Linked DNA regions of Mus musculus: regions 1, 2, 4, 5, 6 and 7 are each linked to region 3. A link is a contact called in public promoter capture Hi-C data. All regions are on one chromosome and are shown on one strand. Each heading gives the region's core, a stretch centred on a gene start, on an enhancer-like site or on the middle of the called end of the contact. The rest is flanking DNA. Distances are from core to core; before and after follow the strand shown. Region 1 holds the start of Slc34a1 (solute carrier family 34 (sodium phosphate), member 1). Region 2 holds the start of Macroh2a1 (macroH2A.1 histone). Region 3 holds the start of B230219D22Rik (RIKEN cDNA B230219D22 gene). Region 4 holds the start of Mxd3 (Max dimerization protein 3). Region 5 has its middle 6.2 kb from the start of Gm31657. Region 6 has its middle 76 kb from the start of Gm31542. Region 7 holds the start of Lman2 (lectin, mannose-binding 2).

The links. Promoter capture Hi-C pulls out the DNA fragments that hold promoters and counts their contacts.
Region 1: a contact with region 3 is called in a promoter capture Hi-C map of hematopoietic stem and progenitor cells, with 2.3 times the contacts expected there. The contact joins the promoter of Slc34a1 here to the promoter of B230219D22Rik in region 3. A contact is called at or near these places in 2 of 39 promoter capture datasets (the C10 cell line and hematopoietic stem and progenitor cells) and 1 of 9 other capture datasets (adipose tissue).
Region 2: a contact with region 3 is called in a promoter capture Hi-C map of hippocampal neurons, with 2.0 times the contacts expected there. The contact joins the promoter of Macroh2a1 here to the promoter of B230219D22Rik in region 3. A contact is called at or near these places in 10 of 39 promoter capture datasets (the 3T3-L1 cell line, 3T3-L1-derived adipocytes, the C10 cell line and 7 more), 4 of 115 datasets of contacts at active chromatin or transcription factors (the 230-238 cell line, embryonic stem cells, extraembryonic endoderm stem cells and 1 more) and 2 of 9 other capture datasets (adipose tissue and pancreatic islet).
Region 4: a contact with region 3 is called in a promoter capture Hi-C map of pre-B cells, with 6 times the contacts expected there. The contact joins the promoter of Mxd3 here to the promoter of B230219D22Rik in region 3. A contact is called at or near these places in 10 of 39 promoter capture datasets (HPC-7-derived erythroid cells, cranial neural crest, embryonic stem cells and 5 more), 5 of 115 datasets of contacts at active chromatin or transcription factors (bone marrow-derived macrophages, embryonic stem cells, large pre-B cells and 1 more) and 3 of 9 other capture datasets (adipose tissue, liver and macrophages).
Region 5: a contact with region 3 is called in a promoter capture Hi-C map of pre-B cells, with 2.1 times the contacts expected there. The contact joins the enhancer-like site here to the promoter of B230219D22Rik in region 3. A contact is called at or near these places in 8 of 39 promoter capture datasets (the 3T3-L1 cell line, cranial neural crest, hippocampal neurons and 5 more) and 2 of 115 datasets of contacts at active chromatin or transcription factors (embryonic stem cells and memory CD8 T cells).
Region 6: a promoter capture Hi-C map of cranial neural crest shows a contact between it and region 3. The contact joins the enhancer-like site here to the promoter of B230219D22Rik in region 3. A contact is called at or near these places in 3 of 39 promoter capture datasets (cranial neural crest, maxillary cranial neural crest and second pharyngeal arch cranial neural crest), 1 of 484 Hi-C or Micro-C datasets (nephron progenitors) and 4 of 115 datasets of contacts at active chromatin or transcription factors (epiblast stem cells, extraembryonic endoderm stem cells, large pre-B cells and 1 more).
Region 7: a promoter capture Hi-C map of pre-B cells shows a contact between it and region 3, with 2.4 times the contacts expected there. The contact joins the promoter of Lman2 here to the promoter of B230219D22Rik in region 3. A contact is called at or near these places in 8 of 39 promoter capture datasets (the C10 cell line, the HPC-7 cell line, hematopoietic stem and progenitor cells and 3 more), 1 of 484 Hi-C or Micro-C datasets (pre-B cells), 2 of 115 datasets of contacts at active chromatin or transcription factors (the 230-238 cell line and the SCID.adh cell line) and 2 of 9 other capture datasets (adipose tissue and liver).

The regions. Positions count from the first base shown.
Region 1 is chr13:55,397,957-55,401,509 of GRCm38.p6, reverse strand. It overlaps Slc34a1 (solute carrier family 34 (sodium phosphate), member 1), which reads right to left and starts at 1,862. Exons shown (of 13, transcript NM_011392.2): 1 at 1,775-1,862; 2 at 944-1,073; 3 at 673-822; 4 at 457-585; 5 at 240-383. The coding sequence starts at 1,052.
Region 2 is chr13:56,133,402-56,137,078 of GRCm38.p6, reverse strand. Macroh2a1 (macroH2A.1 histone) reads left to right here and starts at 1,529. Exons shown (of 9, transcript NM_001159513.1): 1 at 1,529-1,733.
Region 3 is chr13:55,691,059-55,694,827 of GRCm38.p6, reverse strand. It overlaps B230219D22Rik (RIKEN cDNA B230219D22 gene), which reads right to left and starts at 1,704. Exons shown (of 2, transcript NM_181278.2): 1 at 1,481-1,704.
Region 4 is chr13:55,327,644-55,331,096 of GRCm38.p6, reverse strand. Mxd3 (Max dimerization protein 3) reads left to right here and starts at 1,366. Exons shown (of 6, transcript NM_016662.5): 1 at 1,366-1,499; 2 at 1,723-1,828; 3 at 2,454-2,483; 4 at 2,613-2,727. The coding sequence starts at 1,430.
Region 5 is chr13:56,158,503-56,162,358 of GRCm38.p6, reverse strand. No RefSeq gene overlaps it. Among named protein-coding and RNA genes, the nearest start is that of Gm31657, 6.2 kb to the left of the region's middle. Within about 2 kb of position 2,403, at least 103 of the 459 cell types and tissues checked have an H3K27ac peak or open chromatin away from gene starts, as enhancers often do. A contact at or near this core is called in memory CD8 T cells and pre-B cells, where this site is marked.
Region 6 is chr13:55,984,138-55,987,599 of GRCm38.p6, reverse strand. No RefSeq gene overlaps it. Among named protein-coding and RNA genes, the nearest start is that of Gm31542, 76 kb to the right of the region's middle. Within about 2 kb of position 2,044, at least 11 of the 459 cell types and tissues checked have an H3K27ac peak or open chromatin away from gene starts, as enhancers often do.
Region 7 is chr13:55,361,205-55,364,561 of GRCm38.p6, reverse strand. It overlaps Lman2 (lectin, mannose-binding 2), which reads left to right and starts at 1,779. Exons shown (of 8, transcript NM_025828.3): 1 at 1,779-2,174; 2 at 2,323-2,441. The coding sequence starts at 1,973.

The DNA.
Region 1 (3,553 bases), core at 613-3,112, 290 kb after region 3:
GAGCAATGGTGTGGCTGAAGGGAGGTGGCCTTCCAGGAGCTGTGGTTCCCCCTCTGCCACACTCCCCAGCTCCCGGAGCTCCTTTCTGACTCAGCTCTTGGCCTTGTTTCAGGGGACAGTGCAAGAGATGCTGAAGTCCCACCCTTCCCCTCAGCCTCCTCAGCAATTCCACATGCCTGCCCCGATCGTGAAGGACCAGGCCCTTGGGCTCTATCCCCGGCCATGCTGGGCCGACTCACAGCCGGAGGAGACCATGCTGACAATGATGGATGTAGAGGTACTGGAACTCTGCACCAGAACTGTCACCAGGATCCCCACCACCAGCCCTGCCACTGGGTTGGATAGGATGGCATTGTCCTTGAAGATGTCCCCAGCCACCTTCCCTGCAGAACAGAAGCCAGTGTCAACTGAGACCCTTCTGAACCCTTTCCCTGCCCTTCTCCACCTGGGCCCTACCTCCAGCCAACTGGAAGGCGGAGCTGAGCACATCCAGGGAGCAGACAAAGAGGTAAAGGAAAGCCAGCATCAGAGGCACCTTCAGGAGCTTCGTGCCAACCTGGGCAAGCTTCTGGGACAGCCTGGGCTCTGGAGGTGGGGCAAACATGAAGACAGTGGACAGAACACTAGAGCAAGTGACCGCCCATAATCCCACTGCTCCCCAACTTGGCCTACCTGGCTTTTGCTCCTCTTCCTGAGCCAGCTTGGTAGGTAGTGGGTCATGACATTCCAGGACTTCCCCACAGGGACAGCTGTGCTCTGTGAGGGTGACCGGGCTCAGACTGGAGATGGCATAGGTGGATGTTCCAGGAATCCTGTGCAGGACTGAGGAGGGAGACTGATTAGGACTTCCCAGAGGCCTCAGCAACCCAGAAGAAACAGGTAGAGGGACAGCAGGTAGCCAACTGTGGGCAAGCAGGTCTCAGGGTATAGGAGTAATATTTACCTTGTGGGCTGGGCACATAAGCAAAGGTTGCCCCATGCACCATGTGTCTCCCACGGACTGGAAGTGGGGAGACAGCCGGTCCCCCCAATCTCTCGCTGTAGGACATCATGTTGGGCACCCACAATGAGTCCTGCATATCAAAAGGTTGGGACAAATCTGACAGTTGCTGTGTCTGGGACATTCATACACTCATACCCACATAGATGATATCCAACTTAGGGTCTGTGATTCTTTTCATCCTCAGACACATCTAGAGATGGACACCCAGGTGCTTGTCACAGACCTAAGCAGCCATTCATCCACCCAGTAGGGTTTTGTAGCTGATTTGTTTTGCTGGAAATGGAACTTAGGGCCTCATCATAGGAGGCAGGCACTCCAGTGTTGAGGCCCATCCCCAGTCCCAGGAAGTATTTCCTGAATGCGTAGTGTTTGCTGAGTTCTGAGTTAGACACTCAAGTACAGTAGCAATTAAAGACACATACAGCCACTGCTCTCAAAGTCTAGTGGGGAGACAGCTGCAAATGTATAATGTCTCAGTGAATAGAGATAGCAACCAGGTATTGTGACGAATTCAGGTACCACTATGCCTAGAGTGTTCACAGCAGGGCAGGGCAGGGCAGGGTAGGGCAGGGCAGGGCAGGGCAGGACAGGGCAGGACAGGACAGGACAGGTGCTCTCGAGAGAAGGAAGAGCAGGGATTATTTTAGCTCAGGGGGAGCAAAGCAGGCTGGGCTGGTGTTGGGATGTCATGTGTAGCAGGAAGAGGAAACCCAGAAAGAGCTAGGGTGAAGGGATAGGGGTAGGGTTGGGACACAGGGGCCCTGGGCTCACCTTGACTGTGGCTCAGCTCCAGCCCGGCTGCTTGGGGAAGTCTAAAGAGGAACTAAGACCCTCTTCTTTATACCCTCGGGTCAAGGGCAAAGTCCTTAATGAACTAGAAGAACTTTAGCTGCCTTCCCTCTTTTCCCCATTAAATTAACTTTACCCCCAAGATTCCTTCCAGTTAATTGCTAATCTTCACCTCTGCAGGGGGAGCCTATGGTCAGACTGTCCTCTCTCACTACACCAGCACAAATCACAACCCACAGGGTACAGGCTCATCCTGGTCATGGACAGAGACTCCGACACCCCTCTGGTACCTTGTTCTTAGGGACTCAAAAGCAATTTTGTGTCTCCTGTCCATTCTTGGCTTATGAATGGACAGGACTCCCCAGAGAGTGACCCAGACATCTGGTGACCTTGCCATGCATCTGGATGTCTGTGAGGCTGTGTATGTCTTAAGGGGTACACTTCAACAGAAGGGGGAGCCCAGGGGAGAATCCCAGTGAGGCTGCATCTTTGAACCGTGGAGGGTCTGCAGGGCTGAACAATGGATCACGATGTGAGATTAAGAGATCACAGAGTCACTGCCCAGACCAAGAAGAGATGGCTCTGTGGTTTAGCATCCTTCTTAAAGTGTTGCTATGGGATCTGTCAGAAGGAGTGTCTGGAAGCAGGGGCAGCAGCTGAGATGCGGAGGAGAGACCCGGGGAAGAGGTGGCCTGGCTGAACTAAGGTGGGCTCAGGAGAAACAGGGGACAGGAAGCTTCCCAGAGGCATTGGGAAGGAGGAAGAGGAACAGTTGGGATCTGGAAGTGCATGATATGCAGTAAGTCCTGTGGGAAAGAGTTCACGGGAGCCACATCCCCAAACCCAACAAGTGATTCATGAGTGCATAGTAGATCCTAAGTTCTGAGTTAGATGCTGGGGTACAGTCCTAAGTAAAACCACACACAGCCACTGCCCCTCAGGATGTTCAAAGTCTGGCCAGGAGACGGCTGCAAATGATGTCATCTCTAAGCGAGTAGAAATGGCAACCAAGTGTCATGACAAATGCAGGTACCCTAGAGCAATGGTTCCAAGCCTTCCTAACGCTGCAAGCCTTTAATATATTTCCTCCCATCGTCGTGACTCCAACCATAAAATTATTTTCATGGCTCCTTCATAACTATAATTTTACTATGGTTGTGAATCCTAATGGGAGTGCCTGTGTTTTCTGATGGGCCTAGGTGACCCCTGTGAAATGGGAACCCTCAGACAACCCATAGGTTGAGAACCACCACACTAGAGTGTTCTACAGCAGGGCAGGGTGTCTCAAGAGAAGGAAGAGGATGAATTCCTTTAACTCAGGGGGAGCAAAGCAGGCTGGGCTGAGGTTGGGATGTCTGAGGAAGCAGAAGAGGAAACCACAACAAGAGCAGGGGTGATGGGCCAGGGATAGGGTTGAGAGACCAGGCTCTGGGGTCACCTTGAGGTTCTCTGCCAACAGAGCTTCAAGACTCCTCAGCTGTCCTCTGATGACTCAGGGTCCCTGGAACTGCAGATCCACTCAGTGTCTTCAGGGTAACATTTATCTAACTGTTCTCTACCACAGAAGACAGGCCCCTCTGCACATTCCTGCTTCAAGTTAAGCAAGGTTAACTGATCAGTCCTTCACGGTCTGGGCATAGTGACTCTCCGAGGGCTCTCTGTGCAGTGGCGAGGAGTGCAGAACAGACCCAGCTTGGTCAGATTCCAGCTCTACCTAAAGCAATAATTTAGGCCAAAGAATGCTCAAAAGGAAGGGGAAAG
Region 2 (3,677 bases), core at 280-2,779, 440 kb before region 3:
CTTAGTCAAAAATAAAAACATTTCTCTTTTAAATTGTTCCTTTAATTTGCTACAGTGACAAGAAGTCCAGCCATTTCCCCTCCATTTTCTGGACTTCATTTTCATACTCCAGCCCATAATAGTTTTGGAGTTTCATGTTTGGAGTACTCCTCCTCAGTACCCGTTCCATGGCTTGCTTGCTCCCTCTACTCCCTCAGGCCTTTCCAGAAATGTTTCTTTCTTACTGAAACTCGCTCTTTTTAAAAGGTTAGATGGACTTACTTTATTCTGTGTGTTTGAGTGTTTTGCCTACTTGTGTGTATGTGCACCCCGTGGTGCCTGATATTCATGGATGTCAGAAGAGTGCACTGGAGCCCCCCCCCCCCCCCCAGTGGAGTTATCAGGACCACACAAATGAATCCTGGGAACAGAATCCTGGCCCTCTGCAAGAGCACGAAGTGCTGTTATACACGGAGCCATCCATCTCTTCAGCCTCAAGACTACCAAATACACCCCTGCTTACCTTTCCTAGGATTTTTTTTTCCTACCTTGTTTCCTCTGAGAATTTATACTCTGTAATGTGTGATTCCTTTGTCTCTTGCCTTTCTTTTCCCACCAGACTGTAAGCTCCAGGAAAGCGGGATGGGGGTAGGGTGGAGTGGGGTGGGGTGGGAGTTGCCAGTTCTGTTCACCATTTCACAACTACACTCAAGTTTATGCATGGTGTGCAGAATGTCCCAGATATTTACTTGAAATAATGAATGCATGGGCCAGGGGCTTTAGACAATGCTTTTTGTGTCTATAAAATGCGCTAGGGTTGGAGAGATGGCCCAGCTGTTAAAGGGTCACAAACCAAAAACCTGCTAATATTCTAGTGTAGCCTGGGCCTGAAGGAGAGTCTTTAGTTTTGTGGATAGATGTTGCTGCCCTTTCTCTGGCTGACACCCACCCCACCACCTTAATATGTAATAAAAGTATCAACTGTTTAAATCAGTAAGTCTCCACTTGGAGCCAGTAGTCAACAAACGTTTGCTTGGTGGAGGTAGCTAACCGATTCCACGAGCAAAGCAAGACCAGACTTTGAGGCCAGCTCTGTAGAATCCCACTGATCAAGGGAGTTGAGCTACGGTAGCTGATCTTGGGGCACACAGCTGCCTTGTATTTAAAAAGTCAGGAGGCTGGATTGAGGCGCGGAGTTGGTGCTGACCGGGCAGAAGAAGATCCCTGGTCACAGCAATTGTTCTACCCTCCCTCTTTGTGGACGAGGCTACTGGGGACAAGGGGACACCAGACACACAGTAGGTGCTCACAGCAGACGCTTGCAGAGCCGCGCTACCTACAGGCACCTTTCTGAGGCCGGACCCCTGCAGCTCCCGCGCGCAGACCGATGCCTGGGGGCGGGGGGGGGGGGCGGCGCAGAGCACCAAGGCCTGGGTACAACCGAGGCTGGCGTCGTTGGCGTCCGCGGCCCGAGGCAGGCCGGGGTCAAGGCCGGGGCGCCGAGTGGCGCGGGGAGGGGTGGCCGGACGCGCGAGGCCGGGAAGGGATGTGACGAGCGGCGCGCTGTGCATTGTGGGAATCCCGGGGCCGCCGCGAGTGGTTCCAGTTCACTGGTTCCAGCGGAGCCGGGCGGAGGGCGCGAGCGCGGGACGCGCGGGCGGGAAGCGAGGAGGCGTGGGCGGCCAGGCAGGAGTGCGGAGCGGACCGGCGCAAGCGGCCGACCGGCCTCGGGCCCCTCACCGTGCAGCCGCCCGGTAAGTGCCGCGCGGGCCTCGGAGCCGCAGGCTGCCGGTCCGCCCCGTCTGGGCCCCGCGCGCCCGACTGCTGCCGCGCGCGGGGCACTGCCTGGCGCCCGGGAAGCTCCGGCGGTTACCCTCGGACCTCGGGCCGCCCGGAGTCCGCCAAGGCCCTGCCCGGGGCAGCGTGCGGGTCCGGATGGTTTTGTTCGGAAAGCAAACCCGGAAACCAACTTCGCTCGGAGACGCACCCCTACCCCCGCCGGGGCGCTTTGTGGGCAAGGGGCTGATCGGGTCTCCCCCTCTGCCCGGGAGGGAGAGCCAGGGATGGCGTGGGCCCGAGGGCACCGAGGCCCGGAGGCCGTGACCAGCCGTTCCGCCCGGGCCCGGAGCTGCTGTGCTCAGAGTTTACTTGCTCGTGCGCCGCCGGCCCGCGCGTGCCCTCCCGGGCACAATAAAGTGGGGCGCGAGCCACAGGCCGTTGTGAGGCCGGCTGGTGGGGCACCCGCCGCGAGGCCTGAGCAGGCGAGGCCTGGGGACCACTCGCGGACGGAATCCCAGGCCGGGGCGGGCTGGAGAGGAGCTATGGAAGCCCCGCGGCTCTCGCTCGCCTTTTGTTTGCTTTGTGCTGGGGAGGTGTTATTTTTAAGGTGACTCTGGAAGACTGGAGGCTCCCCGCGCGCAGAGGGACAGCTGAGAGTCTCTGGGGGTGGGGTGAGTAGAGATGGGAGGCGCGGGATGCTGCTGACGGTGTCACCTGACAACAGGTGTGCAAGATGCTGAGCCCAGCGCCCACTCCTGCAGAGACCACCGATATCTCACTGCTGGGCAGAAGATTGCTTGAAAGAGTCTTTGAAGAAATGCAGGGGAAAGTGTTTTCTAGGTTTGACGGTGTAACTTTTGAACAAGCAGTTGAGGCAGATCTCGTCTCCAACAATTACAATCATTATGAAGTCTTTGTAAGATTTTAACGATCTAATAAAACAGCTTAGAAGAATAGACAATTAGAGGGGTTCTCCTCTTCGGTTTCCCTCTTGCTGACACCTCTGTGGTTTGAGGTTTTACTGTTAAAAGAGAGGAAGTGTTTTGTTTGTAGACACTGCAGCATGGAGTCCCAGTTTTGAAAGTCTGTGCTGGAGTGGAAGACAAAAGTCCAAACCCAACTAAATTTCCTGTAGGTTCACCTTAAGGTGTGCAGTCAAAGTTGCGGTTAGTTCTGAAATGGACACCCTCATACTCGCTACTGGAGTTACTACAGCTTGTCCACAATTGACCAATTGAGCAACAGCAACTGGGCTTACACACAACCTCTGACTCGATCAACCTTTTCAACTTGTGGGGATTTTTTCCCCTTAAGGATGAGGAGTCTCCCGAGATTTTAAACTTTCCCTCTTTCTCATTTTGCTACGAGCTAGGTCATAGTTTTCACCAGGAAGGGAGAGCTCACACTGTATCACACTGAGATTGGTCTGGAAATTCACATATGATAACTTCCTTACTGGCTTACTTTCTACTACGTGGGCCAGCTTTAGGGAGTGGTACAGTTCAGTCTGCCATTTTCTCAGGTCCTAGAAAGCCATTTCTGCCTCCCCTAGGGACAAGCTTGGAGCTGATGGTGCCCCAAGTCGATGAAAGATTTATTTAAAGAGAGAAACTACTAATCTGTATGTGATGTTCAGAGGTTTGCAGTAGCCTTTGGCTTTTGATGGGCTTTTCAGAGCCCATTAATGAAATATGAAATGGGAAGGGGTGGGGCTGAGGTGGACCCTTACCTGTTAAACCCACCACCTTCGTTCTGTAGGCTTAGGGGCGGGGGCTCCTGCTACAGCTCCTGTAAGTGCAGCTAAGTGGGCCAACTCTTCATTCCAAAGAGTCCTATAACTTGCTTGCTGAGAGCAGCCCTGCCTGGTTGGTGTCTTACTAGTATGTCCCCAAAGGTGATTATGTCGGGGTTAGGAAATA
Region 3 (3,769 bases), core at 455-2,954:
TAGTGCTCTTAACCACTGAGCCATCTCTCCAGCCCAGAAAAAATATTCTTACAACCTATTTCGGCACTATAAAGTCCGTTGTGTATAAAACCACCACATATATTTACATGCATGATAAATTTCAGCATTTGGCTAACACATTAGCATTAATGCCTACCTCTTTCCACTCTAAGACCTACCTGCTGATAATTCTTTGGTTTGCTTTTGGGGATTTTTAATTTTTGAGGTTTGTCTTCATAACAATCCTCCTGCCTCACCAAGAAAGTAATGGGTGTAAAGGTGTTAACCAACATGCTTGGTCAGCTATTACCTTATGTTTTAAATTATGCTTGTCTACATGAGAACAAATGAGTGTGAGTCCCCCCGGGGTGCAACACATGGAGTTACATTTGGTTCCCAGTGCACCGTAGTGCAGGGAGCCAAACCCTACTTCTCTTCAAGCCTGGTACACGCTCTTAACTGCTTTTTTTCCCAGCTATTCTTGGATTCTTTCCATGCAAAGTTCACTAAAATGATGCAGGTTACATTTGAGAAAAGTGGGCGGAGGAATTTCTCTTAAGACGTGGGTGGAACATAAGCTAGGAGTTAACAGAACAAATCGTGTTGCAAAGCAAAGGCTACAGTTGGTTTTGTTTTGTTTGTGGTACTAGGGGTGGACCCCAATGCCTTGCACACATCAAACAAACGAAGAAGCATCTTTTAAAATGGTGCACCGGTAAGTTTAAGGAAGCCAGCGAGGAGTTTCACTGTGACTAAATTAGTAGTTTTGAAGGTCTGCTGCGACCTGCTTTCCCTTAAGTTTTACTGTGGGTGTTTAATCCTGCCGTCTTCCAATGAAACAATCACATTTCTTTCTTTTTTTTTTTTTACCTTGAATGTGGCAGACATTGCTCCCAAAAAAACTATTTTTAGTAAATTCACAAGGCACCTTTAAGCTTTGTAAATATAGCAAAGCTTCAAAGGCCCACACGCCGTTCTCCTCCAAGGATCAAATATCCCACAACCCTCGGTGTTTTGTTACTATCTAGCTAACTACTGTATATAATCACATATGATTTTATAATTCTAAACAAGTGTGGGAGGCCGTGTCAACCACTGAGGATGCTGCTCCGCTCCCGCCTCCCGAGAAGTTTACACAACATAAATAACGGTCTCCTTTGTCTTCTCTGCGCTCCTTAGCCGTGCCCCACGGCGCTTCCCCAAGTCAGCATCCTAACGGGACCCCGAGGCGTTCCCCGCCGCGCTCTCGGGATGCGGGGACGACCGCAGCTCCAGGGCGAGACTGCGGCCCCGCGCCCACCCTGCAGCCCTGGCTGCGCGGCCCGCGCCGTGACTTCCGCTTGCCGCGAGGCCGGCGGGCGCCCGGGCGGAAGTACCGCGGGGAAGGAGGCCGCCCCGGAGGAAGGAGGCGCCCGCGCTCGCCGCCGCATCCCGCATCCCGCTCGCCGGGCCCCGCGCCAGCCGCCGCCCCGCGCCCTACCTCGGCCGCTCGGAGCCCGGCCCTCAGAGCGCCCAGGGGCCGCCCATAGGCAGGAAAGCTCCCGCCCGTTCCGTTCACTCCGGCCGCGCCCGCTCCGGGCGGCCCTGTCCAGTCACGGCAGAGGGCCGGCGGCGGCGGCGGCGAAGGCCACGCCAGCGCCCGACTCCCTGGAGCCCTCACCGCGGGGCCCCGGACGCGGGAGGAAGAAGCCGCCACAGCCCCGGAATGTGAGCGCCGCCTGCGCAGGCGCAGGCACGCCTAAGTATCGCGAGACTCTTCGCGCGGCCCGCGAACGGAGTGCGCAGGCGCGCGCGAAGCGGACGGTCCCTGTGCGGAGCTCCAGTCCCGCCAAGATGAGCGAGCGGATGGTCGGCTCGGTGACTTCCCAGAATGCAGGGTCACTCCGTGACGCAGGCATCGTTTGAAGCCCGCTGCAGTTGTCCAGAAGCCGTTTACACAGCTGTTTGAAAACGATGTTTGCTCATGCCTGTCTGCAGCCCTTAAGACTCATTCATTGTCTGGGGGCTGGAGAGATGGCTCAGTGGTTAGGAGCACAGACTGCTCTTCCAGAGGTCCTGAGTTCAAGTCCCAGCAACCACATGGTGGCTCACAACCATCTGTAAAGGGATCTGATTGCCCTCTTCTGGTGTGTCTGAGAGCTACAGTGTACTCATATACATAAAATGAGTTTGGAGTCAACCTGGGCTACAGAGCATGAACAAACAAAAATAAACCAGCAGAAATGTTAGGCACGGCAATATGAGTAGGCACACGGGTGACTCATCATGGTCAGGGTTCACAGCAGAGGTACCAGTAAAGCTTGCTTCTTTCCTGCAGCTAGCATCTCAGGGGTAAGGTGGAGCTCCCAGCCTTACCTCAGTCTTTGAGAATTTTCTAGCCATGGTACTTACTATCCTTGGGCTTCAAGTTAGCTCATCTCCAGGCAGCAGAAGTATTCCCAAATAAATCTAAAAGAAATGTTGAAAATCCTTAGTCATCATGGAAATGCAAATAAAAATGATTCTGAAATCCCACAATGGCTAAATAAATAAATAACCAACTCAAAACTGGGCAGTGGTGGCGCACGCCTTTAATCCCAGCACTTGGGAGGCAAAAGTAGGCGGATTTCTGAGTTTGAGGCCAGCCTGGTCTACAGAGTGAGTTCCAGGACAGCCTGCCTTGAAACCCTCCCCAAACAAACAAACAAACAAACAAAAAGACTCAGTGTCTGCCCTTTAGTTTCTTAAGGGTGGGTAGGGCAGGACTGCCCATATCCAAACATGAGAATATTCAGATGGTGATGGTGTTAGGGCTCTCAGATGTAAGATGTGTAATAATTAAGGTATTTTATGTGGGGTGCCCTGTAGTATTTAGTTTTTTTTTTTTTTTTAATCCCTGACATCTCTACAATGTGCCATATCCTTTATCCTAAAAGGCGGAACCACTAGCCTAATTCCATTTGGCGGTATTTCCTTCTGAGTCGCTTGGTTGTAGAATTATCCTGGATTCAGAGTTCTTACTATAAGCCCGGAACATGAAATTGATAGTATTGGGCTGGAGTTATGGCTCAGTGGTTAAGAGCACTGACTGTTCTTCCAGAGGTCCTGAGTTCAATTCCCAGCAACCACATGGTGGCTCACAACCATCTGTAATGAGATCTGATGCCCTCTTCTGGTGTGTCAGTGACAGTACACTTACATACAGGAAATAAATAAATAAATCTTGAAAGAAAGAAAGAAAGAAAGAAAGAAAGAAAGAAAGAAAGAAGGAAATTGACAGTCTTCTGTCTCTAAATAGACTTCTGAGGGAAAACCAAAACCTCCCCAGCAGGAGGCAACAATAACCCTAGATTCCCCATGGTACCCAAGGAGCAAACAGCCCCTCTCTTCAAAGGTACTAAAGCGGGCATTAACAACATAGTTTTGCTATTATTGTTTTTTTTTTAATGGAAAAAAAAAACCCACAAATCCCAGAGCTGCCAAGGAGACTCCTGTCTGATAGAGAGAACCACTGGCAGCTGCTCCAATGGGCCTTACTTCGGCCACAACTTAAGAGGAGCCAGCCTAAAGCTTGGAGCTGGCAGCCCAGAAGCAGCTTAGCAGGTGGCTACACTGTAGCAGCTAGACTGCAGAAATCTGGGAGTCAGAGAGCTGAGAGGTGAGCCTGGAAGTCCACCTTCCTGCTCATAAAAAGGAGGGCACTCAATTGCTAGCTCTGGCTGCTGAGCTGTGACATTGAGGGTACTGATGTGTCCATTTTTTGAGCTTTAACTAGAGGCTGGAAACTAGG
Region 4 (3,453 bases), core at 117-2,616, 360 kb after region 3:
TGGAGAACCTTTTGTCTCCGTCCTGTTCTGAGGTCAGTCTCCTGGGTAGCAGATGTATGATGTCTGTGCCTGCACGGTGCTTGCGTGAAACCCCGACATTTGGGAACTGGAAGGAGTATCAGGAGGTCGCCATCTTGGGTTACATAGCAAGTTTGAAGCTAGATTGTTGCACATGAGATCCTGTGTCAATTCGCTCCTCCTTCTCTTCCAAGGGGAACGCACAAGAGCCTGACTGCTGACCGGAGCTGGGCAGACCTTCCGGTGTCTCTCTCCATAGCCACCAGGCCTTTCAGTCTACAAACTGTTACACAGTAGCCGCAACTCTTGGATTTAAAAAAAAAAAAAAAAAAAAAAAGGCGATTTCCCTTGGGAAGACAGCCTCTTCCGAAGGGGCCTGATTGGCACGTGACTGTGTTTTCCTAAGGCCATCTGTTCATAGTGCCCCCTCTCTGGTCCACTTGACTCTCAGAATGCCCCATCATTCCTGACTCATAGGTATGGCTACCCCTAGTGGCTATCCAGGAGCCTCCACCGGATGGCTAGCAGAGCCTTGTTCTAGATGCCACCCCGCCCCCCAGGGGCTGTCTGGTTGCAATGGCCCTAATGAGAGACGTATGTTTGCTTGCTGGCATTAGTTGTAACCACCGCAACGCTGTCTCACAGTACGCGAGTTGTCGTCACACCTAGCAGTGGCCGCTGAGGAGCTCCAGAACTCAGGGTGAGACAGTGTGTTTCATGCCCTGGCTTGGGAAGCTATCAACAGCCGACGTTTTCACGACGCCATTAACCTCCCTGCGAAGGACGGGAGAGCTAGGAGGGATTCCCATTCGAAGACCAATGAAGGGCAGATACGGGGCGGCCCGTACCGTGTCCTGCGTCCGCGCCCCCAACACAGGCGCGTGCGCATCGCCGTCTCTCGTAGCTCGCCCCCGCCCTCCTCGTCCGGGTTTTCAAATTTGAAACCGGCAGCTTTTCCCGCCCGAGTCGGGGCCCCCGCGGCGGGAGAAGGCGGGGCCGCGCATCAACCAACCCAGTCTCCGAGGCTCGCGGCCCGCCCGGAGGATGTGGCCGCGTCCCGCGCGCACGTGTAGCCCAGGCCGGCGCCTGCTAGGACCGGCGCGATTGCCTGTCGCAGGAGTGGGGCAGCTTGCAGCGCCCGGTGTCCGGGCTGCCTGACCCGGCGGAGGGTTCTTCCCTAAAGCGCAGAGCAGCAGCCCAGTTCAGCCTGGGCGGGAAGAGGCGGGCTGGGCTGGGCAGGGCGGGGCGGACGGGGTTCCCATGGGCGGGGCGGGGAGGGGCCAGGGCGGGGCGACCGGGGGCGGGGCGGGCCCTGTGCTTGTGGCACCGTGTCAGTTACATTGAAACAAAAGTGGTAAGGCGGCTGACAGGGCTAGCATCCCTAGCCCGCTGGTCGTCGGCTGTCGCCGACATGGAACCCGTGGCTAGCAACATCCAGGTCCTGCTGCAGGCAGCGGAGTTCCTGGAGAGGCGCGAGAGAGGTGAGGACAGACCCCGCGCGCGGGCTGAATTTGGCTCCCAACCTGGAGGGAGCAAGGCTGGAGGGCTGCTGGCGCGCTGCCGCCCGCACATCTATTGGAGTTCGCAGGCAGCCGGGCAGGGAGTGACTGGGGAAAGGGTCCTGGCGCCAAAAGCCTTTCCTTGACTTCGCCGTGCCAGGGGCTCCAGCTGACGGGCTGTGTTGCTGTGTTCTCTCTCTGGCAGAGGCAGAGCACGGTTATGCGTCCCTGTGTCCACACCACAGCCCCGGGACCGTCTGCAGGAGGAGGAAGCCACCCCTGCAAGCTCCTGGCGCGCTGAACAGTGGGCGGTGAGCAGGGATGGGGCAGTGTAGGGAGGGATGCTGGTCCTTAGCTGTCCCATCTAACTCTCTTCTCACTTCCTTGTTTGTTCTTCTGGCCCAGGTACCCTGCTCCATCCGCCTTTTCTACACACACACACACACACACACACACACACACACACACACACACGGCCCAGGTACCCTGCTCCATCCGCCTTTTCTACACACACACACACACACACACACACACATCACATCACATCACACAGGTCATTCACACTCCTGAATTGTCTCTACTACAGGCTTCTGCTTTTCTGTTCTTTTGCATATTCTGTTTCTTTAAAATAGTTTCCCCTCTACTGATTTCTCTGACAGGCTTATTTTTTGATCAAGTGTCACATCTGTCCAGGGAGCCTGTCTTGCCTGGCTGTCAGGGGCGAGACCCCGCAAGTACCTGGGCAAGTGTCCTGTATTTTTTGGTGTGTGTGTCTGATTCCTTTAGTCACTACCTGGGGTGTGGTGTCCTAAAGGAACCCAGGCCCTCACGAAAGGCTTCCTTGGCGCAGCTATCTGTAGTGAGGTCTGAGCTGCACAACAGCCTGGGGTTGAGGATTTGCACAGTACCCTCACTTGATCCCCTTGGCATTCACAGGTCTGTGCACAACGAGCTGGAGAAGCGCAGGTGAGTCCCAACCTGGCTCTCAACAGTTCCCGGTCTCAAGGACCATCTTTCTCAGACCTTTCCTCCCTTGCCATCCCTCTGGCTAGGGAGGTGGGGCTGGTACTGCCCTCCAGACTCCTTCCCTTGCAGGAGAGCCCAGCTGAAGCGGTGCTTAGAGCAACTGAGGCAGCAGATGCCCCTGGGAGTTGACTGTACCCGATACACTACACTAAGCCTCCTGCGCCGGGCCAGGGTGCATATCCAGGTGAGGAGCTGTCTCTTGTCTCTCTGCTTGGGAGACAGTGTGGTCTTGTGGTGTGGATGGCCTGGCTGCAGGGCTGCCTCCATTCTGTGGGACTTGAGACAATCCCGTTTTGTTCCCGAATCCATCTAATGGAAGAGAAGCAGACAGCAGGGCTGTTCTGAGGCCTTGTAAATGTTCCTTTTGTTGTGGGTAGTATTACTTAAGTCCTAGCTGTGAGACCTTGGATGAGTCTGTTTCCTGTTGGGTTCAGCAGGGAGTATACGGCTGGTGAAAATACTGTGCTAAGCCCTGCGATTCGGCAGACCGCAGAGGGCTGGTACCTAGCCTCTCCTCCTGACTTACTCCTCAGGGCTTTCTGGTTTGGGTTCTGCTGGTGGTGTTGAGTCAGGGGAGGTCTGGAGGCAAAGGACAGTGAATTAACTAGCTGGTTGGACTTGGCCTTGCTGCTGCTCGGGTGGAATTGCAGGCCCCCTGGTGGACAGGAGTGGATATGCAGACAACAAGGCCTAGGCTGTGCCAACCATGTGGGCGTGTTAGAAGCTGCCTTGGCAACAGAAGAGGATGTTTCCTGCTTTCTGGGCCCATGTGATGGAAGGAAACAATGAGAGTCAGACAGAGAGAGAGAGAGAGAGAGAGAGAGTGCGCACGCATGTGCGCGCACATGCGCGCACACACACACACACACACACACACACACACACACACACACACACACACACCTCTGAG
Region 5 (3,856 bases), core at 1,154-3,653, 470 kb before region 3:
TCCCTTGGAGTCTTGGCAGCAGGCATGCCTACAGCGCAGCACAAATCCTCTGCCCCTAGAGCTAACTAAAGAGGTCAAATGTCCTGAGGTGTAGCCTCAGGGAAAGGAACCTGTCTCTCTTCTCTTAGTCTTAGTGTTAGGTAGAGCTAGCTCTCTCTTTCTCCCTTCTCCCTCCAACCCTACAGAGTGGTAGGGACTCCAGAACTTAGATTATTAAAGAAGGCTGATATGGGTTGGGGAGATGGCTCAGTGGGTAAAGTGTTGGCCAGGCAAGCATGAGGCCCTGGCCTTGGACCCTCCAGATTCGTGTAAAAAGCTGGTGCAGTGGCTGTGCCTATAACCACGGTGCAGGAGGTGTGGAGATGGGCTGGTGCCAGGAGCACACTGGCTGGGCAGCCTAGCTAAAATGGCAAGATCCAATTGTATCGAGAAACGCTGTCTCAGAGAACATAGTAGGTCCAGTCAGGGTCTGGAGGAGAAATTTTAGTTTTGTGGATAGACTTTGCTGCCCTTTCTCTGGCTGATGCCCACCCCTCCCACACACACACACACCTTAATATGTAATAAAAGTATCACTGTTTAAATCAGTAAGTCTCCACTTGGAGCCAGTAGTCAACAAACATTTGCTTGGTGGAGGTAGTAGGGCAGGGCAGGGCAGGGCAGGGCAGGAGATGGAGAGTGATAGAGGAAGACACGTATCTCATACCTGTACAAGCACAGGTGGGCAACCCACACACACACACATGCATACACTTGCACACATGCATGCATACACACACACATACACACACACACACACACACACACACACACACACACACACGGCTGACCATGGTGTGGATCAGTCTCACATCACCAGTCTGTACCTCATGCCAAGAACCTCTGTCTGAAGCCACTCATATTCAGGCTGATGGCCTGCTTCCGTGTCCTCTGTAGGGCAAGGGCCTTCTCAAGCTCCCCCAACACATCTGACGTCACATTAGTCTTGTCCTCTGCTGACACCACAGGTCTTAGGCTGATTAGAACTTTAGCATCTTATACACGTTCACCTCTACCTCCGTTGCTGTGCTGCAGTAACCTACTAGTGACTTAAAATTAGTACCTAAGCAGTCATTTACAATTATTTGGTTTTCCAAATAATCGAGATAGACAAGTTTGTATACTAGGCTTTTTTTCTGGGTCTATGCCTGTTACATCTGCCTTTGAAGTGTTGGAATATCTTGGGCTGTGTTTGAAGCTATAATCCAATGCACCCTTAAAATGTACTTTTGGGGTAATTCCCTTGGAGCTGCTCTCAAGGTGCATATGCCCAAGTGGGAACTAGGTATGGATTCTGTCAGCTCTATTCTAGCCATGCAGGCACCTGATAGTCGACAGAAAATATTTCATTACCCCACATGCTGATTCAGCACACGGCGTTCTTATGATGCCCATTTTACAGATGTGAAATCAGGTAGGTGGGATTGGGGGTGGGGGTGGTCACTTACTCCGTGGTACCAAACGTGCCTCTGTGTCGTTTCTCTGGGCTCCTCTGCTTTCAAGGTATAGCATCTGGGTTGAATGGGAGCCCTAAGTGCCTTTGTTCGTGCTATCGAGGGACTAATGGGGGAATATTCCCACAGCGGCAGAGGCGTGATGGGATGGGGAAGCTGCTACTTCGGCCTCTGAAACCACCTCTGCAGATGGCCATCTCAGACCAAGCCCAAGGTTGCCCTTCCTGACCCCTCTGAAGATGTCCTTTTAAGTGAAGGGGGTACTTTAGGATCTCTAAGCCCTTCGGAAGATGTGAAAATGGGGGCAGGTCAGCCACATGAAGAGTGGCCTACAATGTGTAAACACACCTCAGGATGCTAATCTCCCAGGTCAGGCTCTGGGGCTCCCGCTGCCCACTGCAGCAGCAGAGACTGTGCAATCCTGTATAGATGACAGGTGGTCTTGGGGCTCCTGGGGTCAGGCAGGACACTCTGTTGGCACCTCTGCCCTGCATCAGCCTAAGTGTCCTGCCCTGCCTTCCCCAGATACAAAGCAGCCACGGCTGCCAGGCTAGAGAGGGGCTCTAGGTTCACACAGAAATCCCTGGCCCCTGGTTGTGCCCCTGGCCGAGGTGCACAGGGCTAATCAGAAACACCTGTGTACATGGAATTTCCTGCCCGGGGTTCAGCCTTCATTTCCTCTGCCAGTAAAAACCCAAGGCATGCAAAGGTGAAAGAAACCAGTCAATCACCAGACGACGGCCACCGGGGCTGCGGAGACAGGACTTTCTAAATTAAAATTTAATTCTCACCCGATGGCCCAGCCAGGACAACCATGATTCAAACCCCGCGACCAACCGGTGGCCACAGCCCAGCAGCCCTCTTGCAGGACTGCAGCTCATCCCCTCCTTAGCCAGAGAAGGGTGTCGCCTGCCTGCCTGCCTAGGTCATCAGGCTATAGGGTGAGCGCCTCAGATTGAAAATGACGCCCTTCCTTGTCAGCCCCATCCTGCAGCTGCAAGGGCTGTTGCCTGATTAGCTCGCTCCTGACTTCAGGTTGTTTGAATTATTAGGTGCTGGAGAGATCAGAGCTCCCCGGTGACCCGGTGGTCATTTAGTAGACAACATCAAAGCCAGGGCAGCCAGAGTCCAAACTGGAGGATAATGGTCAGAGCCTGAGGGTCTGTGCTCTGTCCTAGTGTAGCAGGTTTAGGTGAGGAGAGAGTCATAAAAAAAATGCCTCTGGTTTTTTCCAGAACAATTTTCCCAGAGATTCCTGCAGCCTAGTGGAGGCGCGGCTTGGGACGGGGAGGAAGAAATGTCGCCCTGCCCACTTTATGATCGCACCAACTTTATCTGAAGAATGACTCTCGCTGACTGCACAGAGGGAGGGCAAGTCATGAGGCCAGCAGAGGCACAGAAGAAATGGGGGAGTGGCCCCTGGAGGCCAAATCCCAGCTAAGGACCTAGGCCTAAGGTTGTTTGATCCTGAGCTCAAAGCTTGGGCCTGTCTTGGGCCACTGTGCAAGCTGACTTTCCACCAAACGGAAATGCTCTAAGCTGAGAGATGCAATAAGGTAGCGATCTCTGAGCGGGAGCGGAAGCATCTGCTTCTGGGTCTAAGGCACAGCACTGACCGTGAACACAACAGGAGGGCTGATCTAGATTTCTGGAGGACCTGATCCCGCCTGTTCACCACAAACCCACTTCCTTTCCGTTTCAGACCTGTGCCCCTTGGCAAGATGCCCACAGACCCTTCTCCACCTTGCTTGATTGCGCCCCCCCCCAAGAGACTCAAGTACAAATGTGCATTGGTGATGTGGGGCCTGGGAGGGCAGAACCAGGCCAAGTCCTTCCTAGTCCTGGAGGTGTTGGCAGGTGGGAGAGACTGTAGGAGAGGTGTAACCATGACAGCCTGGTAGGACACAGCATTTCTCAGAAGTAGAGCTTGACCAGATCTCCCTCTCCCTCTCCCTCTCCCTCTCCCTCTCCCTCTCCCTCTCCCTCTCCCTCTCCCTCTCCCTCTCCCTCTCCCTCTCCCTCTCCCTCTCCCTCTCCCTCCTCTCCCTCTCCCTCTCCCTCTCCCTCCCCCCCCTTCCCCTCCCCTCCCCCTCCCCCTATCTGTCTCCCTCCCCCTATCCGTCTCCCCCCACTCCTTCCTCCCCCATCACCCCTGTGTGTTGTATAGATAACGCATGCATGTGTGTACAGGTGCACACTTGTGAGTAGTGCCCACAAAGAGGCCAGAAGCTGACTTCTGATGTCTTCCACCATCCTCCATCTTATTTTCAAGATAGGATCTCGCTCTTACTGAACCTGGATCTTGCTGCTTTAGCCAGACTGACTGCCCAGTGAGGCCCCAGGATGCTATTATCCAAGTCTTT
Region 6 (3,462 bases), core at 795-3,294, 290 kb before region 3:
GTTTGGACATTTAGCTTTTACAGACATCAAACTGAGGCCCATTTAAGTTCTGACTCGCTGACATTCATGTGGAGCATCCCAGGCAGGGGCCAGATGTTCTGACTGCTAGTCCAGTCTCCCTCTGCAACCTTATGTGAGCACCTAACTCCATCCCAGTGCCCTGCCGACACACAGTTCCTTGGCAACTATTCCTTTTCCTTTCTGACCTCAGCTTACTGTCCTGTAGGTACAGTAGAATCCCTTGGGAGAGAATATACCTGTGAAATAGTTCAATAATGAGTCCATCCCTTCTGATGTATGTAGCACACAGCCATTGATACCTCTCAACCATGGGGAGTAACTATAAGCCCAGATGTGGGAAGATCTGACTCAGAAGCTGCCACACAAAACACACAGACCCCAAACTCAGGGTTTGGGCAGATCAACATTATCCATCTGCCAGTCTACCAACAGCATCTAACAGCTCCCCCATCTTTTCTGCAGAGCCCAGAACAGAGGCCTCTCCAGGCCTAAGATCTACCCCAGATAGACAGTTCATCCCCTACAAACCAGTGTCACCTTGACCATTACTCTAGGGCGAGCGACTGATATACTTTCTTTCACCCCATAAGCAAACACAAAGCTTCAGGCAAAGTGTATGGCTAGTAACCAATGAATGGCTAGTAACCAATGGACCTAATGGCCCAGGGTATAAACACCGAGGGCATTGAAGCCTGATGAAGCAGAAGTTGGGGCTGGAGGAACTCAGCAGAGAAGGAGTTTCCAGAAGAGGACATGAATCAATACCAGAGTGGACGAGGCATATACTCACACAAATAACTGGAAGACAGAGGCATCTATTAGGGACAGACTCACCTGGCCTGGCAGGAGAACTTCTAAAGCATCTATAAAACCTCCTTTGTCATCTGCTTCCTGTCTCCACACACAGGTCTCACCATGGACAGAGAAGGATGTTAGACCCTGGGGCCACTCTGGCAGTAGGGAGAGGACATGAGACTGCCGATCTGTTGACCCCACTCTTGTGGGGCTTCCCAGAATGGGAGCAGTAAAGGAGACCTCCATCATCCTACATGTTGGCTATGTAAGGACCATGAGGAAGAGTTCCTTGCATTCTCTGCCCAACAGCAGGAAGAGTTTACCATAACAGAACCTGGGGGTGGGGGGAAGGTGGGGGGTGGGGAGAGGAGAACCCCACCTTACCTGACCCAGTATCCCTGTATGCCCAAGCTCCTCCTCACATGGACAGGACTCAGAGAAAACAGGGATGAGGCGGCTCTGACAGCCTGGTACAGGTCAGCCCGGTATGTGAGGGTGGACAAGAGGCCTTGAGCATTGTGGGAGGAGTCTTTGGCTTACCACTCCAGCTGCCTGGCAGAGGGTCTTCACTTACATAAATATGGTCTCTTCTGAGAGGACCATACAGTACGGAGCATGCATCCAGAGAAAGTTCAAGAAAATGAGTATCAAATTACATAATAATGTCTGAGGTGCACAGACAAAAAAAAAAACACAAGGAACGTTCTCCCAACCGTGGAGACCCACTGGGAAAAAGTCAAGGCAAGATGACCAAAGCCTTGATGGGTCTTTTAAAGTTTTGTTCAGTTGTAATGTTTGCTCTGATTTTAAAACTTTCTCTGTCGCAGATAAAATTGTTCTCTAATTTGGTCATACATTTGGGTTTCATTACTTTCAGAATGTATTCCAGACATCTAAAATTAAACAGATGTCATCAACCCCGCTTAGACCTAACAGACTTGTAACCAAACAGTGACTTCAACCCTGATACAATAGCGACTTGGAACATCGTGTTTCAGTCATTAAACATTTTCAAACTCTGCCCCATTTTTCTCATTTCCTATAATGAGATCTGTCCCTCTCTCTCCTTAAAATACTCCAGTTCTTCAAGGGTCAGTGGGAAGTCAAACCAAAAAGTGAAGCAAATTTAAATATGAAAAGTGCAGGAATTGTATTGCGAAATCCTCATGTCCTAGCCCTCTCTCTCAGAGAGGAAGCCTGGCTGGCGGCAAGCTGCTTCAGTAGTGGGGATCGCAGAAACCCAGCGAGCGAGCCCAGGAAGGGGATTTGCTTCTAAAGCCCGAGCTGCTTTATCGTTCCTTTTCTGACAGGGATAAGATTAGTGAGAATCCTCCAAGCCGGAATGGTGTCCGGGGGACACTTAAGAAGAAAAGGCAGTTATTTCTCTTCTCCATCTTCACCTCTGTGCCTGTCCCAAATGAATTTGTTAAATGGTGTAACCAGGGCAGAGGAAAGAGCCTGTTTGAGATGCCCAGAATTCACAATCAGGGACACCTGACCTCTTAGAGAAAGCTTGGGGAAGGGGCCTGGGTTTGGATTTGCTTACATTTGTGGTCTGGACTGTTTGGCTATACAATGTCTTTATTAAATTGTCTAAGCAAAATGTAAAGAAAAAAGAGGAGGGGAAGACAGAGACACACACAAAAGGGATCGTCACCGACAGCCTCGGACCTCTGACCATTCGAGCAAGCAAACCCTGTCCTCAAGCCCAGCCCCCAGACTTCACTTAGGTAGGTGATCTACATCCGCTGCTCCACCACAATCACAGTGGCGCTCAGACACACCCCTCATGATAAGGACTCTTATAGGTCACTCTAAGCTTCCTGAGACTCCTGGGGAGACAGCTACACTCCCTGCCTTCCTTCTGCACACCCAAGAACTCCCTGTACCCAGCCCTCTCCCAGGGCACCTCTGACCTCAAAACCTGAGAAGCCAGCACCCAGGCCTAAACAGGACCTATCAACTTCAGGATGACCAAGGATCCATGGGAACTGGAAAACTTACTTGGGAAGGCAAAGCCTTCTCTTAAAGGCACCCACCAACTTTGGAATGCACAGAGAGGAACAAACAGGAACGCTCCATTTGGGCTCTGGTTGGACCATTGTCCCAAATGTGAGACTCCATCTAAACAACAACCTGCCTGAAGCGCATCCAGCATTGTGTCTACCTATCCCCCAACTCTGAGCCAGGTCCAGCGCCCTGGGACCTGGTCCTTCCACCTGTTCCATCCCAGATGATTTCTGAGTAATCAGCCCCCAGGAAGCAAGTCTGCACTGAGGAACACCGACTGGCTGGCCAGGTTATCTGCTGAGAGCCCTGTTCTTGGAGTTTCCTTGTGGTGTTTGCCATAGTTGTGGTAGCAGAGAGATAACAGCACCATTTGCCAACAACGCACAGTAGGGAGACGGAGGCCAAGAGAAGTTCGGTGAACCAGGTGTGGATATGCCTTAGAAACAGACACCAAGCTTTAAATAAACTCTTACACTGCAGAGCCAGCCATTTGTCAACTGGTCAATTTAGTCCTTGGAGAATCTCTGGAGCTAAGCCGTGATGCCCTTTTCAAAGCCCTCGATCTAGAGCCAGCCCTATCCACGAGGAACTGATGCTTTGGCTCCCACACTAAGCCAGCAACAATGCCTGAAAGAA
Region 7 (3,357 bases), core at 530-3,029, 330 kb after region 3:
TGTGAGCCACCATGTGGTTGCTGGGATTTGAACTCAGAACCTTCAGAAGAGCAGTCAGTGCTCTTAACCACCGAGCCATCTCACCAGCCCTGTTTCTTGTCTTAAATAGGGTTACTATTGCTGTAACCAAAAACAACTTTGAGAGGATTGGGTTTATTTGGGTTACAGTTCTACATCACTGGCTGTTCATCACTAAAGAAAGTCAGGACAGGAACTCAAACAGGACAGGAACTTGGAGGAGGCAGGAGCTGATACAGAGACTGTTGAAGGGTGCTGTTTACTGGTTTGCTCAGCTTGTTTTTTAATAGAACCCAGGACTACCAGCCCAGAGATTGCACAACCCACCATGGAGTGGACCTTACTGCAGCATCAATCACTAATTAAGGAAATGTCCTATAGCCAGATCTTTTTTTAAAGATTTATTTATTTAATTTATATGAGGACACTAACACTGTCTTTAGACACACCAGAAGAGGGCATCAGATCTCATTACAGATGGTTGTGAGCCACCATGTGGTTGCTGGGAATTGAACTCAGGATCTCTGGAAGAGCAGTTAGTGCGCTTAACCATTGAGCCATCTCTCCAGCCCTATAGCCAGATCTTATGGAGGCATTTTCTCAACTCAAATGTTCCTTCCTTTCTAGCTTGTGAAACGTTGACATAAAACTAGCCAGCACACTTCTGCTGGGCGGTGATAGTGCACACCTTTAATCCCAACACTTGGGAGGCAGAGGCAGGCAGATTTCTGAGTTTGAGGCCAGCCTGGTCTGTCGAGTGAGTTCCAGGATAGACAGGGCTATACAGAGAAACCCTGTCTCAAAAAACCAAAATCAAAACCAAAACAAAACTAGCCAGCACACTTTTTACTGAACACAAACTTTTTTGGGGTTTCCTATCAACATCACTATTACATACAATTTGTTAAGTGTTACATGTAATCTAGAGATGATTTAAAGTATATTGGAAGGCATGCATAAATAGCACATGTCTTTAATTCCAGTGCTTAGAAAGGAGAGGCGAGTAGATCTTTGTGAGTTCAAGGCCAGCCTGGTGCAGTAAGTACGCCTAATCCTTGGGCCATCTCTGCAGCCCCTGAAATCAGGATTTCTAAGGTAAATTTAAGCTCCTTTTTTTTTTTTAAAAAAAAATAAAAATAGTACTGGCAACTAAACTTTTTCCTAAGTAGATTAATAGGTACAATAGAATGGTATCTGGGCTAGAGACCACAGTGTTCAACTATCCGGAGCCAGTTGTCCTGGGTCCTTCCACACACACTTGGTGTGTCAACAAGAACTGATACTTTTTGGAGTCAGATGTCTTCCGGCGTTCCCTGAGGTTCCAGGTCAGAATCTGATCTGCTCCTCCTGCTTCTATCTGACTGCTGGAGTCATTGCGGGGTAGAGGAGGTCCTCAAATAACTGGCCTCTTTTAAGTCTCCAGAGGCGTGGTACTAGCTTGAGGTGGCCTAAAGGATTTGCCCCACCCACCGAGTCACTCCAGTGAGGCTTTCCCACTGTACTGGAAAGGTCACTTCAAAGTCACCATCTTTTCAGAAGCTTAGGACTGAGCAGGGTGCTCGGCTTGCACAAGCAGACCGCGAAACTACAAGTTCCAGCATGCTCCGCTTCGACGACGCTGCTCGCTTTCCCCCGTCCCAGGAGAGACCTCTGCATTTCGTTGGCCTGCAAGCCTAACGTGCTGCTCCATGATTGGTTGGATCCCCTTGTCGCTCATGAGAACCCTCGGCCGTGGCCGGCTGTCAGGCGACCAGGAACCTCCAAAGTTATGGAGCCGCGCTCTACTGGGATAGGAGGCTGGCCAGCCAATAAGGCTGCCATCCCGCTGGCGGCGAGGCTTTCCTTCTTAACTCTCCTGTGATCCTAGTTTGGAGGGCTTCCGGCCGGAGACCATTAGAAAAGACACCCGGAAGGCGGAAGTCTTAGGGCGGAAGTGGCCGAGAGAACAAGGAGAATGGCGGCCGAGGCCTGGCTTTGGCGCTGGGGCTGGGGCTGGGGTCAGCGGTGCCCAGGGAGGCCTGGGCTTCCTGGCCCCGGCCCGAGCCCCACGACATTTCTACATTTGCTTCTGTTGCTGGGGCCGGTGGCTGCGGATATCACCGACGGCAACAGCGAACACCTCAAGCGGGAGCACTCGCTCATCAAGCCCTACCAAGGTGAGGGAGGCCTGTAGCTGAGGGTGAGGACGCGGGCCGAAGTGGGATGGAGGAGGGCATGGCCCGTTCTGTCGAGCAGAGCAGCGCAGCGCAGTAGATTTCTGGCGCGGCCCTCTGAGCACCTGTCCACGTCCGTCTCTGCCCACAGGGGTCGGTTCCAGTTCCATGCCGCTCTGGGACTTCCAAGGCAGCACGATGCTGACGAGCCAGTACGTGCGCCTGACCCCGGACGAGCGCAGCAAAGAGGGCTCGATCTGGAACCACCAGGTGAGGCTCTCCCAAGAGGCTGAACATGACCGTTCACTGACACAGTAGTCCCTGCCTCGTCAGCAACCAAGCTTAGTAGATACACGTGCTCCTTTTTTTTCTTGTCCTGCCGATTTTTCTGTCCTGGTCGCACAGATCGTTCAGAGCGACTTGTATAGTTACTGTATGTCAGAAAGTGTGCGTGACTCTTAAAACACTTTCACCTCTTTCTTCAGAAATCACACAAGGTAAGTAATGATGTCTGCTTTTTTGATGGCTTACGAAGCAAGAAGCCAAGGTGCAGAGTTGAACATCCCTGAAGTCATAGAACAAGAAATGAGTGGAGTTGTCAGACTAAATCGAACCCACTTAATCGAGGGAAGGGCGAAACTTTATCCTTACGGCCTATTTTACTGTGTGTAGGGTACTGACCTTGCCAAACCTTACCAGATTTAGTTCTCAAACAAGGTGTTTGGAATGAATAGATTTCGTGACTTTATGCTGAGGTAGTATATAGCCACCGAATAGAATAAACAGTATTTCAACTGATCTTTCTGATCTCCACTCTTATCAATTCCCTTGATACACCCGATGCCTCCTGGTTAGCAATGGGAGAACCCCCCTTCAAGATATTTAACAGTCCTAGTTACCTTTCTCTGTGCTAGGTTGAGAGTCTTGTTAGCTATATCTACACTGAACTTACTGGCTGTGGCCTTTGCCTTTAGAGAGCAGGGAGCCAGAGATGTTATTGCCTTGGTGTGGTAACAGTGTTGTGCAATGTCTACACCAAGGAGTGTAGGTTGTCCAAGGGGAGAAAAGAAGTGATTTAGGGATAGGCCATGGCTTGAAAAGAAACCTGCTTCTCTCTAGCCTGCTTGGTCTAACCCTCCCTTCTCCCTCTACTGTCAGCAGTGGCCTAGTTTTCTCCATCACTGTA